Regions from separate parts of the Mus musculus genome. Here region 1 is linked to region 2. Evidence: chromatin contacts called from public HiChIP or PLAC-seq data. All regions are on one chromosome and are shown on one strand. Each heading gives the region's core, a stretch centred on a gene start, on an enhancer-like site or on the middle of the called end of the contact. The rest is flanking DNA. Distances are from core to core; before and after follow the strand shown.

Region 1 (2,940 bases), core at 371-2,870, 170 kb after region 2:
CTAGCCAGAGGGCACAGAGACAGTATCCAAATTAATAAAATCAGAAATATAAAGGGAGACATAACAATGAAATATATCTTAAAATAATTATTCTGTTTGTTGAATATAAACAATTGAAAATATTAAAATCATGTTCTCAAAAAAAAAAGAAAGAAAGAAAGAAAGAAAAAAAAAGTGTGTTTCTCATTCTACAGGCTATGGGCCAGCAGTGTTAACCTAGACCCACTAAATTAAAAACACAGCAAACTGTTTTAACATGATTCCAGGTAGCCCTGATGTACACTTAAGATATCACAATATAGGGATTATGGTGCCGTTTCTGGCTGGATGGTGGTGCTAAAGCCACAAGCAGGGAATTCCGATATTGCCTAGCAATGGGAAAGAGGTTGACTCAAGCATGGCCCTTATCTCACAGACAGCTGACAGCCAGGCATGGTGGCGCACACGTCTTTAATCCCATTATCCAGCAGTAGCAGCAGGTGGATATCTGAGTTCAAAGCCAACCTGCTCTACAGAGCAAACTCCAGGACAGCCAGGGCTACACAGAGAAACACACACACACACACCCCCACACACACACAAAGTTATACACTTAAAGAGTTCATTAAATAGCATATGAATTGGGCTGGAGAGATGACTCAGCAGTAAAGAGCACTGACTGCTCTTCCTAGAGGTCCTGAGTTCAATTCTCAGCAAACACATGGTGGCTCACAACCATCTGTAATGAGATCTGACGCCCTTTTCTGGTGTGTCTGAAGACAGCTACAATCAATATATATATATATATTAAATCTTTTGAAAAAATAGCGTGTGAATTATCTCTCAAAAGGCCATTTACAGAACTAAGCTAATTAAAGCAAAATCACACCCGATTCTCCTCATCCTGTTGGCTCCAAAGAGCTATAGGTTGCAAGCCAGGACTTGAGATTTTTTTTGAAATATTTATTTTATTTTATTTTTTTAATTTCATGTGCATTGGTGTTTTGCCTGCCTGCATGTCTGTGTGAGGGTGTCGGATCCTCTGGAACTAGAGTTACGCACAGGTGTGAGCTGCCATGTGGGTGCTGGGAATTGAACCTGGGTCCTCTGGAAGAGCAGTCAGTGCTCTTACCTTCTGAGCCATCTTTCCGACCCCAAAGACTTCTTTCTAACAAGGGGACCAGCAAGATGGCTCAAGGTAAGGGCCACCAACCTAAGGGATCAATCTAAGTTTGCTCCCTGGAACTCATGGTGGCAAGAGAAACAACTGTGTAAGTTGTCCTTGTAACCCCACAGGCACATGGTGTGGCCTGTGCCTCTCCCCCAAAATAAATAAATAACATTTTAAACAGGAGCTTGCATGGCTGCCTTAGGACACCTTTCGTCCATCCAGATGGCCGTGTAGAGCTGCAGTCCTCAGTTCTGGACCAGCTTGGGCTAGGGACACTCTCCCTGCCCTTCATGCCGTAGGGAACCTCTCTGGACCCACAGCCCTTCCTTGATACCCAGCCAACAGCCAACAGCCATGCCTGGTTTGTTCCGATCAAAGTCCAGTCTTTCTATTAGGTAAGCCCAGGCTGCTGTGGTAGCTGGCGAGTCCTGGCTTGATGCTGCAGTGACCTCAGGAGCTCACACCTGCTGTCTGGGGAGGAAGACAGCTCTGGCTGCCCTTTCCTGTTGACACAGCAGGAAGCCCTGGGGTCTGGCCCAGGCCCTTTGAGCTAAGCTCCGACAAGCTCTGGCTTTGTTCCCAGTTTATCAGGCTGCCTCTGCCTGTGATTCATCCCCCTGAGCCCTTGCATAGGCTCTTCAGACATCCAAAGGGGCTAAAAAATACAGTCCTGACTTCTGAGGCTCTTGTGCTCCCAGCTAGCATTCAAGAGACCTGGTCTCCAGTCTCTGTCCGTCACCCCTGCCCACAGCTCAAAGTCTAGCTCCGGTTTCAGTTTTACAAAACTCCAGCCCAGGATGGCCTAGCCACTCATTCAGTAGCTAGCCCCCACAGACCTCCAGCTCCCTGCCATCCAGCCTCAACCTCCCAAGTGCCGAGATCACAGGTGTGGACTACCATACATTTTTCTTTTTATTCATTCATTCATTCATTCATTCATTCATTCATTCATTTTTTGTTTATTTGAGACAGGGTTTCTACGTGTAGCCCTGTCTGTCCTGAAACTCCCTCTGTAGACCAGGCTGGCCTGGAACTCAGAGGTCCAACTACTTCTGTCTTCTGATAGCTGGGATAAAGGGTGTGTGCCACTACCACCCTGCCTTAAGATACTTTTATTTGTTTGTTTGTATTTTGTGTGTTTCTGTGATTGTGTGCGCTTGAGTGCAGTGCCCATAGAGGACAGAAGAGGGCCTCAGATTTCCCCTGGAGCAGGTGCTGGGAACCTAGAAATTTAAGTCTTTTCAGAAGAGCAACAGCTGTTAACCACTGAACCATCTCTCTGGCCCCCTGCCTGGCCTTTTTTTTCTTTTTCTTTTTTTTTTTTTTACAGATGTATTTATTTATTTATTTATTTATTTATTTAATGTATATGACTACACTGCAGCTGTCTTCAGACACACCAGAAAAGGGCACTGGATTCTGTTACAGATGGTTGTGAGCCACCATCTGGTTGCTGGCATTTGAACTCAGGACCTCTGGAAGAGCAGTCAGTGAACTTAACTGTTGAGCCATCTCTCCAGTCCCCTGGCTGCTGCTGCTGCTGCTGCTGCTGCTGCTGCTGCTGCTGCTGCTGCTACTGCCTTCTTCTCCTCCTACTCCTCCTCCTCTTCTCCCTCTTCCTCTTCCTCTCCTCCTCCTCTCCTTCTCCCTCTCTCTCTCCCTCTCCTCCTCCTCCTCCTCCTCTTCCTCCTCCTCCTCCTTCTTCTTCTTCTAAATTTTATTGTCTTAAGCGTATGAATTTATGAATTTTTTGTGTTTGTGTGTGTCTGTACGCTGGTGCTAGTGCTTGA
Region 2 (3,003 bases), core at 30-2,529:
ACCCACCTTGTATAGCTGATCCCAGAAGGAGTGGATGACCTGGAGCTTCCGGCTCTGTCTGTGAGGCAGGGCGGTGGACAGGTGGCACCACTGCCCAACAGGAGGTAGGCTCAGTGCTCAGGCCTCCTGATCCTGGGACACCACTTGCCCCCTTCAACAAAGTGGTCACTGCGAATCACCAACCTTTCGGACAGACTTGGAAGCCGGTACTCGCCGGCTTGGCAGCTGTGCTGGACCAGATGTGCTCAGTAAATATGCAAACTGGGTCTGCAGCCGTAAGGGGGACATGTTTGGAGACCAATAGACAGACACTGAATGTTCTTCATCCAGATACTTATAGTTAGTACATGTCTATGCTGACCACCTCACCTTCACCCTTGCCACCCCTATTTGGGCACAAATTACATGATGATCCATTACCCTAAACACTTGAAGATGTTTATTCTTAATTGCAATAAAGATTGTATGGTCCTCTCTGTATCTCCACTCAGCCTCGGGCACATTCATGTGGCCTCACTGGGGTCTGGAACTTCCTTGTCACCTGCTATATGCAATGGTTCCTTGGTTTTCCTGATCTTTCAGGTCCCTGGCTGTCTTCCAAGCTCAGTAGAACTTTTTAGTTTTTCAAGTCAAGGTTTCTCTGTGTAGCCCTGGCTGTCCTGGACTTTCTTTGTAGACCAGGCTGGCCTCCAATTCACAGACATCCACCTGCCTCTGCCTCCCAAGTGCTGGTATTAACAGTGTGTGCTACCATGCTCATCTGAGGTCCCTGAAGATCTTAAAGATTCCAAGCTTATAACTTTGTGGAATATTCCCCCCATTTGGGCTGGTCTGGTGTTTCCTCAGATACACATTAGGTCTACTCTCTAAAGGGCCTTGTGGAGGGTGTGTGTGTGCTCACTGTGTGCTGAGGTCAGCCTTGAGTTGGGCGTTTCCTCTATTCCACTTTCTGAAACTGAGTTTCTCACTGAACTTGGAGCTCGCTGTTTCTGCTGCATCGTCTGCCTCTGCGCCCCCAGCACTGGGACTACAGACATGTACCGCTGTGTGTGGCTTTTACATGCATGCTGGTGGGCACTGAACTCTGATCCTCATGGCTGTGCTCCAAGTCCTTTACCAGGTCCCCAGTGTCCTTGTGATGCTGAGTGTCCCATTGCTGGTGGTGGCAGCTCCTAGCCTGAACCAGGACTGATGTGTCCCTCTCTGGCCTGCATGGGTGATGCTTGCCCGAGGAAAAGCGTGATGAGTGATGTCCCAATCCCACTGTTCAGCCACTTCCTGTGCCGCCTCTTCTCCCCGCCCCTTGAGTCATCCCCACATGTGTGAGCACATGCATTCTGGTTTGACTCTGTTCGTGTCTGCTGCTGTCAGTATTCACTGCGGCTTGCTCTAGGTGCCCAGTTTTGGCTTGTGAGAGACCCTTCATAAGGTCCCCTTGTCCTTCTAGCCTTCCCCAGAAGCAGGTGAGCCCGTTGAAATGGGAAGAAATACTAAGCTGGACTCACGAGAAGCAGCCTTGTCTCTTAGATCCTGGTGTGCATTTTGCTTAGGCCTCTGGGTTGAGAAACAAACAAAAAAATCTCTCTGTCTTTGCTAATGGGATGAAGGGGGTGTGTGTATGCACACACTGTTTGTCTATACTCAGCCTTGTGTCTGTGCATATATACACCCGTACATTTCAATCCCATAAATCCCAAACAGCCCGTGTCCACTCCCTGAGCACTTCTTGGTTACAGGGCTATTTCTGAATCACATGGTTTACCTGTGTGTGAGCGGTCTCCTTCCCTTGACAGCTATGTGTTGGTTTCCAATTACTTTGGCTGCCACTCAGCCCAGCTGTGTCCCCTGGTCCCTGGCAATGCTGTCCCTCTTGAACAGCACACATGGTGGGTCATGATGTGTCTTACTGAGAGCTGAATTCTCCTTTAGGCCTTGCCTCATACACACACACACACACACACACACACACACATGCACACACGCACACGCACCCCTCCACATGCTTACAGGTGCATACACATCCACATACATACACTCACACACACACACGCATAAGTGCACACATACCTGCATGCATGCAAATACATGCATGCACATGCATACTCTAGACACCACTGCAGCCCAGGCAGGAGCTCGTTGTCCGCCTTGACCTTAGGCTGCAGCTGGGGCTGTCTCTCGGCAGTCTCGGCTGTATGCTCTTACTGAGTTCATACCACAGGGTGGCTCACCAGGATTTAAGAAAGCCATGGGCTTTGCTGAAGGAGGCCCAGTGGGCAGGTGGGGAACCAGAATTTGAATCCTGAGCAAGCAGCCTCCAGTCTAGCCACAGCTCCCTGGGTTGTTGCCTTGAGGAATTTTTCCCACTTGATACTAAAAAGCACCGGGCCCTACTGGACTCGCTTGCAAAATCTGTCCCTTTCCTTTCTCTACCACACGTACACTATGTCAGGAGACCTGCCTGCTAGGAGACCTGCCTCTCAGGAGACCTGCCTCTCAGGAGACCTGCCTCTCAGGAGACCTGCCTCTCAGGGTGCGTAGGACCTGAGGCTCTTCAAGAACTGCTCTCTGCCCTGCAGCATACCCTCGGGGCTGGCTGGGGAAGAATGGGAGCTTTTTCTCATAAGCCCCTTTCCCTAGAGAGCTGGGTCTTATGGTCTCTCAGCCTTTCTTTCTGGGGAAGCAGCTGCCCCTCTGTCTATTCCCGCCCCCAGGCAAGGCAAGACTGCCTCCCACTTTGAATCAGTAACTCTTACACGTAGTTCAGGACTCACAAAAGCACAAAACCACTCCACATTGTCCCTGCCTTTAGCTACCAGGTTCCCAAATTCAAAGGCCACTAGAGTCCCCACTGACTGGTGGATTCTGGCAGAAGCATTTTCCTTCCACCTTCTTTTCCTCCGTGTTTTGTATGGGTCACCTTCTTGACAGCAGCCCACACGTCTTTTTCCCTTCTTTATCTCTCATTAACGGCACCACTGTTTGGGGAAGACTCTGTGGAAATGT

The links. HiChIP or PLAC-seq counts read pairs in DNA pulled down with a chosen protein or histone mark.
Region 1: a contact with region 2 is called in a FOXA1 HiChIP or PLAC-seq map of pancreatic cancer cells. The contact joins two enhancer-like sites. A contact is called at or near these places in 1 of 484 Hi-C or Micro-C datasets (nephron progenitors), 4 of 115 datasets of contacts at active chromatin or transcription factors (bone marrow-derived macrophages, neural tube, pancreatic cancer cells and 1 more) and 1 of 9 other capture datasets (liver).

What each region holds. Positions count from the first base shown.
Region 1 is chr8:119,884,156-119,887,095 of GRCm38.p6, forward strand. No RefSeq gene overlaps it. Among named protein-coding and RNA genes, the nearest start is that of Klhl36, 23 kb to the left of the region's middle. Within about 2 kb of position 1,621, at least 101 of the 459 cell types and tissues checked have an H3K27ac peak or open chromatin away from gene starts, as enhancers often do. A contact at or near this core is called in pancreatic cancer cells, where this site is marked.
Region 2 is chr8:119,711,157-119,714,159 of GRCm38.p6, forward strand. All of the region lies in intron 1 of Atp2c2 (ATPase, Ca++ transporting, type 2C, member 2), which reads left to right. Among named protein-coding and RNA genes, the nearest start is that of Atp2c2, 13 kb to the left of the region's middle. Within about 2 kb of position 1,280, at least 82 of the 459 cell types and tissues checked have an H3K27ac peak or open chromatin away from gene starts, as enhancers often do. A contact at or near this core is called in pancreatic cancer cells, where this site is marked.